2 separate regions of the Mus musculus genome follow, and region 1 is linked to region 2. A link is a contact called in public Micro-C data. All regions are on one chromosome and are shown on one strand. Each heading gives the region's core, a stretch centred on a gene start, on an enhancer-like site or on the middle of the called end of the contact. The rest is flanking DNA. Distances are from core to core; before and after follow the strand shown. Region 1 has its middle 5.4 kb from the start of Gm32335. Region 2 overlaps Zbtb16 (zinc finger and BTB domain containing 16).

The links. Hi-C and Micro-C count contacts between places; a contact is called where the count stands out from the background.
Region 1: a contact with region 2 is called in a Micro-C map of trophoblast stem cells, with 2.4 times the contacts expected there. The contact joins two enhancer-like sites. A contact is called at or near these places in 3 of 484 Hi-C or Micro-C datasets (the N1E-115 cell line, embryonic fibroblasts and trophoblast stem cells), 5 of 115 datasets of contacts at active chromatin or transcription factors (differentiating embryonic stem cells, embryonic basal ganglia, embryonic stem cells and 2 more) and 1 of 9 other capture datasets (embryonic stem cells).

Annotation. Positions count from the first base shown.
Region 1 is chr9:48,888,546-48,893,179 of GRCm38.p6, forward strand. No RefSeq gene overlaps it. Among named protein-coding and RNA genes, the nearest start is that of Gm32335, 5.4 kb to the right of the region's middle. Within about 2 kb of position 1,641, at least 5 of the 459 cell types and tissues checked have an H3K27ac peak or open chromatin away from gene starts, as enhancers often do. A contact at or near this core is called in trophoblast stem cells, where this site is marked.
Region 2 is chr9:48,705,952-48,710,976 of GRCm38.p6, forward strand. All of the region lies in intron 4 of Zbtb16 (zinc finger and BTB domain containing 16), which reads right to left. Among named protein-coding and RNA genes, the nearest start is that of Gm32280, 38 kb to the left of the region's middle. Within about 2 kb of position 1,695, at least 57 of the 459 cell types and tissues checked have an H3K27ac peak or open chromatin away from gene starts, as enhancers often do. A contact at or near this core is called in trophoblast stem cells, where this site is marked.

The DNA of each region.
Region 1 (4,634 bases), core at 391-2,890, 180 kb after region 2:
CTAAAACACTGTGACCAAAAGCAGCATATGAAAGAAGTTGATTCGGGCTTCCAGATTCAGAGGGAGAGTTCAATGGTGAGAACTGCATGGTAAGAGGCGACAAGAACAGGAAACTAACAAATTGTATCATCAACAGCAAACATGGAGCAGAGAGAGAGAACTGGATTTGGGAGCAGACTGTATCCCCAGTGACCTACTTCCTTTAGCATGGATGCACCTTGTCATAGCCTCCCTAAACAGTGCCTCCAACTGGTAACCAAGCGTTCAAATACCCAAGTCTGTGGGGGACATTCTCATTCAAGCTACCACAACTCCCAAAGAAGGAAGTTAGTTGGAGCCAAGAATTCAGCAACTGTACAAGGGATCCGAGCTTTGAGGTTCATTTGCGTAGTGCAGGATTTTCTGCCCATGCTCTATCCATTACACGCAGTGCTACATATAACTTCACATATCACGTACCTATTAGCATATTCAGTGCCACACAGGGATGTGTTTAAGTATGGTAAGGAGCCCAGGTGACATTCACACACTATAGAGTGCCTCCATGCCTGTGGCCATCGGATTTATCTTTAGCACTTGGGATGTACCCTTGTATACACACACACACACACACACACACACACACACACACACACACACATGCCCGCTGGCACTCGGGTGAGTACATAGAACTCAGGTTATCAGCCTTGTAGAGCAAGGATCCCTGCTAAGCCATCTGATGGGGTTTTTTTCATATGCAGATTTTGTAAGGCTTTGTGTCAGGATTTCCAGGGAAGTGCACCTTCTGCCCTGCGGTGGACAGCCTGTCTGAGCCAACACAGCCACCTGTAAAGCTGGAGCATTAGATGCCAGGACAGTGACGCAGAGCCTGAGTCCCAGCATAGCACACACCTCAGCAGATCTTCACGTCTTACCATTTCTGACATCCAGGACCAGAGGTCCGGTGGGAGGGGGCTACTTGTCTCTTCCTGGATACAGGGTGATTTTTGTTCCACTCTTAATCTGGGAAGCCCCAAGGATCTGTTAGGAGGCTCAGAAAAACAAATTTATTTTCTGGGGAGCTTACAGATTCCTTGTGTGCAAAGGTAGTAAGAATATTGTTGTAAGAATAGTTTTAAGAACAATACAAACAATGTCTCACTATGTAACTCTGGTTGTCCTAGGACTCACTATATAGACAGACTGGCCTTAACTTGTAGGAATCTGCCTGCCTCTGCCCCCCAAGTGCGGATGTTGAAGGCGTGTGCCATCATGTCCCACATAGTAAGACAACAGTTTATTGAAGGTGTTCTTGTCGCTCAACCCTTCTGGGTCAACTATCAGCTCCCCAGCGAGATTCTCTCAGCTGGCAGTGCCCACTTCAAACCACACCTATCATACCCCAATCCACCTTGGAGATCACCTCTCAGAGAAGATAGAGGAGGCTTGCCCGTTCTGTGAATGGTCGCCCCCAAGCAGCTCAACAGGGACTGTTCTAGAGTCAGTCCCTCCTTCCTAAGGTCTAGGAGTTGCCAGTCTCCTATGAGTTCTGCTGAGTCATTTGACCTATGACCTCCTCCAACCCCACCCCACCCCACACACACATAGGAAAGCCTTCTAACTCCTCAGGCTATGTCAGGAGGAAAGACATGACCATTCATTGGGCAAAGCAGGACATTCCTTTCCCCAGCCACCAGCCTGACTTCTTTTGACTAGGGGAGGAGAGACAGGTGGAGAACCCAAAGACTCTCTTGCCTCTGGGGCTATAGCTGATAAAAGGGCTGAAGAGAGCCCAAGGCAGCAGGTGTACTTCACTTGCCCCAGATGACCCCACTTAATGGCTTGCTGCATGCACAGTGACTTTTTTCCAGGACAGGAAAGCACTGGCTTTATGGTCATCATAAGAAAAGAGCTCCAAGCTGGGTGGTGGTAGTGCATGCCTTTAATCCCAGCACTCAGGAGGCAGAAGCAGGCAGATTTCTGAGTTCGAGGCCAGCATGGTCTACAAAGTGAGTTCTAGGACATCCAGGGCTACACAGAGAAACCCTGTCTGGAAAACCGAAAGAAAGAAAGAAAGAAAGAAAGAGAGAGAGAGAGAGAGAGAGGGAGGGAGGGAGGGAGGGAGGGAGGGAGGGAGGGAGGGAAAGAAAGAAAGAGAGAGAGACAAAGAAAGAAAGAGAAAAAGAGAGACAAAGAAAGAAAGAAAGAAAGAAAGAAAGAAAGAAAGAAAGAAAGAAAGAAAGAGAGAAAGAAAGAAAAGAGCTCCAGTAGGAACCACCCCACCACTTCCTTTGTTAACTGAACAATTATTGAGCCACCATCCTGTGCTAGGCAGAGTGCTCTGCTCTGCAGACCTCTCTGGGTAAACAGTGTCACCCATGCAGTGTGAGCTCACGATTTGGGCAGATACAGACCCCGCTATAGCACAGTGCAGTGACTCCTGGGAGAATTGTAAGCCTGGTGGCTGGTGGGTTTGAAGTTCATCACCGAGAGTAGGTCTTAGGAGCAAAGGAAGGGGCATGAACACATCAATCAAGAGGAAAGGGTGGGGGACACATGGAGCCTGAACCCCTATGGAAATATCAGGAGGGAAAGGCACCATTCCATTCCCTGGTTCTGGGCTGGGTGATCTTGTTGAAGCCACCGTACCATCTCTTGCACCCACTGTTCTGGACAGAGAAGCTGGACTAGGTGGTTCCTGGTATCTCAGAGGCCTGCAGGGCCCTCAGTTCTAAGCCCCATTCTGGAATGTCTAGCTCTGGAAGCCCTGGCACCATCTTAAAGCTCCACTCAAGAGGATGGGCTGTCCTGGGGTTGGGAGGAAATGGGAAAAATGGGCCTGGTCCTGTTGCTTGCCATGGTTGTATCCTGGCCTCCTGTCTGCTTTCTTGGCCCCTTCTTTGAGGTTCTAGAGCTGAATTGTATTTATAAAGTGAACATATCGCACATGTTGCCTGATACAAAGCATGATTTCTCTTTCAGTATTAACTCAGTGTGTCTAGGATGCCCCACTTCACAACTTTCCTGGGTTAGAGACAGCTAGATTTACAAAAAAAGCAAGAATAGCCAATGAATGAAATTTAATCATCTGCTAAACCCTCACAGCAGACTAGTAAGGTAGGTGCTTTGTTATGTTGATTTTCACAGACTGGAAGATGGAGGCACATGGGAGATTGGCCAAGATCTCAGGGTAGGAATTATGCCCCTGGTTAGGGTGTCTGCTCCTGACCTCTAAGGCCTGTGAGTGTGACGCGCACTGTGAGGCAGAAGGACATTCCTGAGCAGAGACTTCTCAAGATAAGCAGATTCTAGGTGATCAGTGTGAGCCGTGGTGGTTTGTGTGAGAGAGGCCGGGAAGACGTCACAGTCTGTAAAGTGTTTGCAAGTATAAGGACCTGAGTTCAGATCCTGGCACTCACAAAATGCTGGTGGGGGCAGGGGGATGTACCTGTAATCCTAAGGCTGGAGGAAGGCAGAGACAGGGTGGGGAGTGGGGGGAGGGGGGGACAATCCTTGGGCCCTGCTGGCCAGTAGCCTAGCCAAATCAGTGAGATCCAAGTGCAAGGAGAGCCTAAGGAAGATACCCATTGTTGATCCTTGGCCTCTGCATACACACACGTGTGTGGCACACACACACACACACACACACACAGACACACACACACACACACACAGACACACACACACACACACAGACACACACACACACAGACACACATACACACACACACACACACACACAGACACACACAGACACACACACAGACACACACACACACACACACACACACAAAGGGAAAACCTAGACAGTGTGTTGGGGCTAGAAAGGGGGCTCAATAGTTAAAGCACTTTCATCTATACCCGACTGTAGGATGGTAAAAGGCAGCCTGGTTCCTGGTTGAGCTAAGGCTAGAAACCCCAGTGACCCTAAAGAGATGGTAGACATTTCTCCTGATTCCCGCCACCAGGCTGCTGTCACTGGCCACAGTCCTTCATAGATCTGTGGCTTTCAGTCACCTAAAAGCAATGCTCCAAGCCCCTCCACAGGTAGAGGACATGACCTGTGGTCGCATAGCCCCAAGACAGATCTCTATTTTAATGAGACCCAGAGGCTTAGCCAAGAAGCTTTCCTTCCCAGACACTCCTCCCTGCAAACGGTATTTAACCTCAGCCCCAATCTGAGAAGTGGGGTATGGTTTTACTCATCCACTTTCCAACATGACAATAAATATCTTAAAACCATGGACTGCCTCTTTTCATCAGGATCTGTTGTGGGGAGCCATGGAGAAGGCCTTTGCCTATAGAGCTGCTGTCTAATCTCCTGTAGAAGGCATCTCTGTGCCCCCAAGCCACGGCCACCAAGCTCAAGTCCACCACCACCAAGCCAAGGACTTTCTCCCTGTAGGACCAGCTGGAGCCCCCCTCTTTTCCTCCTCAGCCCCTGGCTAGATCCAAGCCATGGGCCCCCACTCCATTCTCAGCTCTTCTACAGGTCCCAACGACACCTGGGTGTCCAAGAGCCTGAGAACCAGCCAGCCATCTCTGGCTGTCCCCAGGACCTCAGACTGGGCTCCACTCCCAGAAAAGTGTCTCCGACTTCCCTACAGCCCAACACCCACTCTGCGACTTTGTGGAGTAAACCCTGTCAACTTCCT
Region 2 (5,025 bases), core at 445-2,944:
TTTCTGTGTCATAAAGCACATTTGTGGTGGAAATGGGATGATTAAAAAAAAAAGCCTTGTTCTCCTTTTTCCTGTGATATTGACCCTTTCAAGTACCACACTGTCTCCTCCTCTGTCAACAGCAGTGTCCAACATCATTCTTGCCATGGTAGGAGATGCAGAGCAATGAGGCCCGTGTGGGTCCTGCCCACAACTCCTCCCCTACCTCAGGGTCCCAACAGAATGTCTGCTATGATGTGGATGTTCAAGGTGATGAGTCGTCTCTAGCCTGTCTTGGGTGGCATCTTTTTACCCATCTCCAGACCATCAAAGACCAGTGATTTGCCCAAACACTGCCCAAGGCAGTAACCTCTTCATGTGACTAGTGTGGGAATGGAGCTGTATACCGGCAATGTTAGTACTTGGGAGGTGCAGGCAGGAGGTATCAGAAGTTGAAGGCCAGCCTCAGCTAACATAGAGAGTTTGAGACCAGTGTGGGCTTAATGAGAGAGGGAACCAAGGGAGGGGGAGAAAAGGGAAGGAGAAAAAAAGAAATACTGAGGTTGTCAGGTAGAAGTAATTGCTTCACAAGCCTATCAGTTTTAGCCCCCAGCGCCAGGGTTGGGGGGTATAGTTCAGTGATAGAGCGCTTGCTTAGCATGCACAAGGCCGTAGGCAGGTTCCCCCTCCAGAGTCACATATACAATCTTTTACAATCAAAAACGGGGGCAACGGTATTGGGTGTGGGGCTAGAGAATTGTCAAAGCAGTTAAGAACATGTGCTGCTTCCGCAGCAGACCCAAGCTCAGGTCCCAGGACCCACGTTTGCCTTTTACATATAAGTACAGGTGTCTGAGGAAGCCAGAATACGTGTCAGATCCCCCAGAATACCCACACGCACATAATCCAAAATAACTCTTTAAAGGTATTGGGGAGATGAAGCGGGAGGGCGGGGGGGGGGAGGGAACAAAAGCACTTTCAGGTAGCGAAACTGATCCGTATGGTGGACCTGTGTCATTATACGCTGCTCTATGCTCACCAAGACTGAGCTGCATGTCAGCTGTGGGCCTCAGACTGGCATGCTCAGTCCTTTCGGGTCCACAGGGTTAACAAATGAGCCGTGGCGCTGTAGGACACCAACAGCAGTGGAGGCTCTGCATGCGAGGGGACACGGGCACTCTCAGAAGTCTCTATTCCTTTTAGGACATTTTGCTTCAAGCCGAAAACTGCTCTAAAGATGACCATTAATGCCAGCTTAAAAAAAAATCACCATGGAGGGAAACCTCCAGAAGTTGGCTGGAGGGACCCTGGGGACTGGCAGGGGAGCAGGCAGTTTGTATAGACCAGCAAGTGACAGCTGGGTGGCCCCTCCCCGATCTACAGCAGGCAGCTTCCGCAGAGCCGAGAGATCTGTGCTTGGAAAATAAAACTCTATATTAGGCATCAAGCATGCCTTTATAGTAACAGCATGAAATTAGGTCAAGAGTAAATCTATGCTGGGCACTGACTGTACAAGCGGCAGCACATGACCCCGCCCCCCCCCTCCCCAAGTGCCTATGACGTTCTGTGGCCATTCTGGGATTTGAGCTTCCTCGTGTTAAATTCCTTGGCACACCATGTGAAACGCTATACGAATCACCTCTGATATTTATAAAAGTCAAACGCTATTATGCTTTCAAGGGTGAGAACCTGCCAACCAGCACGGAGTCTGTCTGTCCGGCTGATGACTCACACTGTCCTACCCTCCCCCGTACCTTACACTTTGGGCAGGAGCCTGAGGCTTGGTCCTTCCTCTTTTTTTTTTTTTTTTTTTTGTTTCATGTAAAGTATCAGGGAGATCAAGGTTATTTCTGATCATCTACCTCCTCTTCTCTCTCCTGTCTGCTCTGGGGTTGGGCTTTGGGAGGCGGAGACAGTGCTTGAGGCCTGGATCCCATCCGCCTGACATGGCTTCTAGGTGTCCAGCATGCCCTTCTAAAGCTAGGTCTAGGGCAAGGCTGGCTGGCAGGGATCCCGAGGAGGCATGGTAGTGTTTCCCCTTTAAACCTCCGGCTTTACCTGCTACCTTCCTGCATTCTTCCCACAGCCAGCCTCCATGAGGAGCCCTTCAAACAAGGGCTCTCTTTGCCACCTGAAGATCAGAGTCAAGGGCACGCCTCAATCTTTTTTTTTTTTTAAGTGTCACTGACATATCAAAGGTGAGACACGGGCCAGGAAAGGCAGGATGCCAACATCAGAGCTGGAAACACAGTTTGCCTTATCCCAGGAGCCAATCAGCTGCTGGTTATGTGTGTTCTTCTGGGATGGTTAATCTCAATGGTCAACTTGAGTGGCCTTGAGATAACTTGAGATACCTCTGGGTATGTCTTTGATGGCATTTCTCAAGAAGACCAACTCAAGAAGGAAGATCCACCCTGAAAGTGGGTAGTGACACTCTCTGGGCTGGAGTTTCAAACTGGAAAAGCCAGAAGGGAAGGGTGAAAAACAGGTGAATACCTCTTTCCCGTATTTCTGCTTCCTATTTTACTAAGGTGTCAGGAAGTAAGGAGTCCTAGCTGCACACTCCTGTTCCCAGAGAGCTACCTGCTGCCATGCTTTCTCCACCGCCAAGGACTGTCAGCCCTCAAACTGTGAGTCAGAACCCTGCCATGAAGGTCCTTCTTGTTAGGGATTCTTTTGGACATAACAATGAGAAAAGTGATAGAACCTTCTAGTCTGCTTTTCCCCTAAAGCAGGAAGGGTCCTTTGAGTGAGTGTCCATCAACGCCCACTCCCTGTTGAAAGGGAAAGGCAGAGTCCACAGCAAAGCCTCCACTGCCGGGTGTGTCCACGGCTTCTGGCTTGAGAGACCTGCTTGAAGCCAGTTTTAGGTCCATGAAAAGTAGCATCTAAGCACTTGAGTTTGTTTAAGTGGCTTCCCCTGTCACATGGCAATATAGAAACTAAACATTTTGTTTTCTAGGCCAGTCAAAGAAAGTCTGTATTTTGGAGTCAGGGGTGGGGGTTGGGAGAAGAGCAGAAGCTTGAGCTGAAAATGAAATGTCATACAAGTCCGACCTAATTCTAGTTTGATCTTTTTGAGCGGAGGGTTCTTAACTGGGTACCTTTTCCAAGCATGGGCTTTAAGCCTCTGGTTAGATTCAATGCCAGGCCCCACAGGAAGAGGACACCACTTAAAGAAGGGATTCTGGGACACAGAACCACAAGACACCACTCATTAGAGGTCTGTCTTGGACTGGTGTTCCCTAACCCCCAAGATCTCAGTGTTCTCCACCAAAGATGAGAGAGAAATAATATCTACCTTAGTCATGAGGAGTTAACACAGCTAGAGCTGTCAAGGCCATCTCTTCAAGTATCCATACCTAAGGCCAAGCTCAGCTTCCTTGCTCGTGTCTTTCCAGCACTATGGCCTTCATCAGGAAGGTAGGAACCAAATTTTAGTCACCATTATGAGTTATAGCCACAAAGCACCTGCTATTCCCTGGGTATAATGCTCTAAAACTCAGAGAGCAAGCGAACAAAGGAATGATGGACAACCCAGCTGGACAACCTCTTCTGATTGACAGAAAATGAGACTGTTAACTTGGAGATCTTCTGGAGCAAGGTTATAGCAGGAGGAGAGACTTAAAGACTTCTCCGGGGCAAGTTCATGGTTTAGTTGAACCTAGCTCCCTATATTAGGGGGAGGCGAATCCCAGAAATGGCCTTACTCATCATTTGCCTGCCTCTTTCTCTCTTCCATTTTGAGGAAGGGGTAGGATGATGCCCTTACTCCTCTCAAGCACACTTAAAGAGTGGGCACTGGAGGACACTTGCTCAAAGGATGTTTCCTGGTTTTAGGGCAAAGGAGACTAGAAGGTTCTACTATTTCCTCATGGCAGACACACAGGAGACGATCTCTTGGCTGGAGGGCATAGGTACGATCCCAGAAGTTCCTACACCTCCAATTTGAAAAAGCAGCTGGATGATAGGGGAACAGTTAGTTCCCCTATCATCATCACTACGGGCACGGCCCTTCCTCTTACCACCTACCTAGTAAGGGGATGAGGCTCTTCATCTCTAATAAGACTTGGATGATGCAGTAACAATAACCACCATTTCCTGAATGCATGCTCTATGCAAGGTCCATGCTGAGCGCTTCCGTGGTACCCCAAACAAACCAAGCATCACATGGTCCTGATACCGTGGCTGAGCAAAATGTGATTTAAAGAAGATGAATAATCCAACCAAGATGATAAACTTTATAAAGGACAAAGCTATTGTGTGACACTAGAGACCAAGTCCTGGACCACCATGCCGTGGTACCCCATACTCTACACCTAAGACTTAAGGCTGCGCGCGCAACTTCTCTCTATAGTGTATGACATAAAGCTAAACCACTAGGACCCACACTTGGCAAAGAAGCAATTTTTTTTTCAGATGTCATTCCACCCATCCATCTGCCTTTAGTGTGTTGAGTCTCCTGTAACGGTCATGCACCGGTATGCCCACTCCTTCTGCTCCTTGACTCTTGTCTCTCAGCCTGGTTCCCATACAGACCAGCCTTGACCCTAACTCCCCCATATTCACACCACAGTAGCTCAGATTTCTGTATGGACGCCGGAATTGAAGGTTCCTACACGTGAATCTTCCCAGCCTCCTCCCTGCGAGTGCCTGCCTTCTCCCTGGGACATGATAAAGACTGCCCCGGCCACTCCCCCTTGAGCCCAGCAGCCAGGACACTCCTGCTCTCTCATTACCGCCATCCAGTACAGTCTGTTGTCCCTAGGCCTGTTCAAGTCTCCAGAGGGAACATACAGTGACTTGAACAACATTATGATTTGTAAAAAAAAACCACTCCTAATTAGTTTGACTTTGAATAAAGAGGGTAATTATTTTTAAATTTATTAACTGCTGCCTGGCCGGAGAAGTTTCCAGATCAAATGACAAGGAGAGGCTATTTCTGCTCAGTGATGTAGCAATTTATATTACTGATCGGTCATTAAAACCTCGGGCACAAGACCACTTCTGTTTCCCGAGCCAAGATAGTGTCCGAGTGTCAAATTT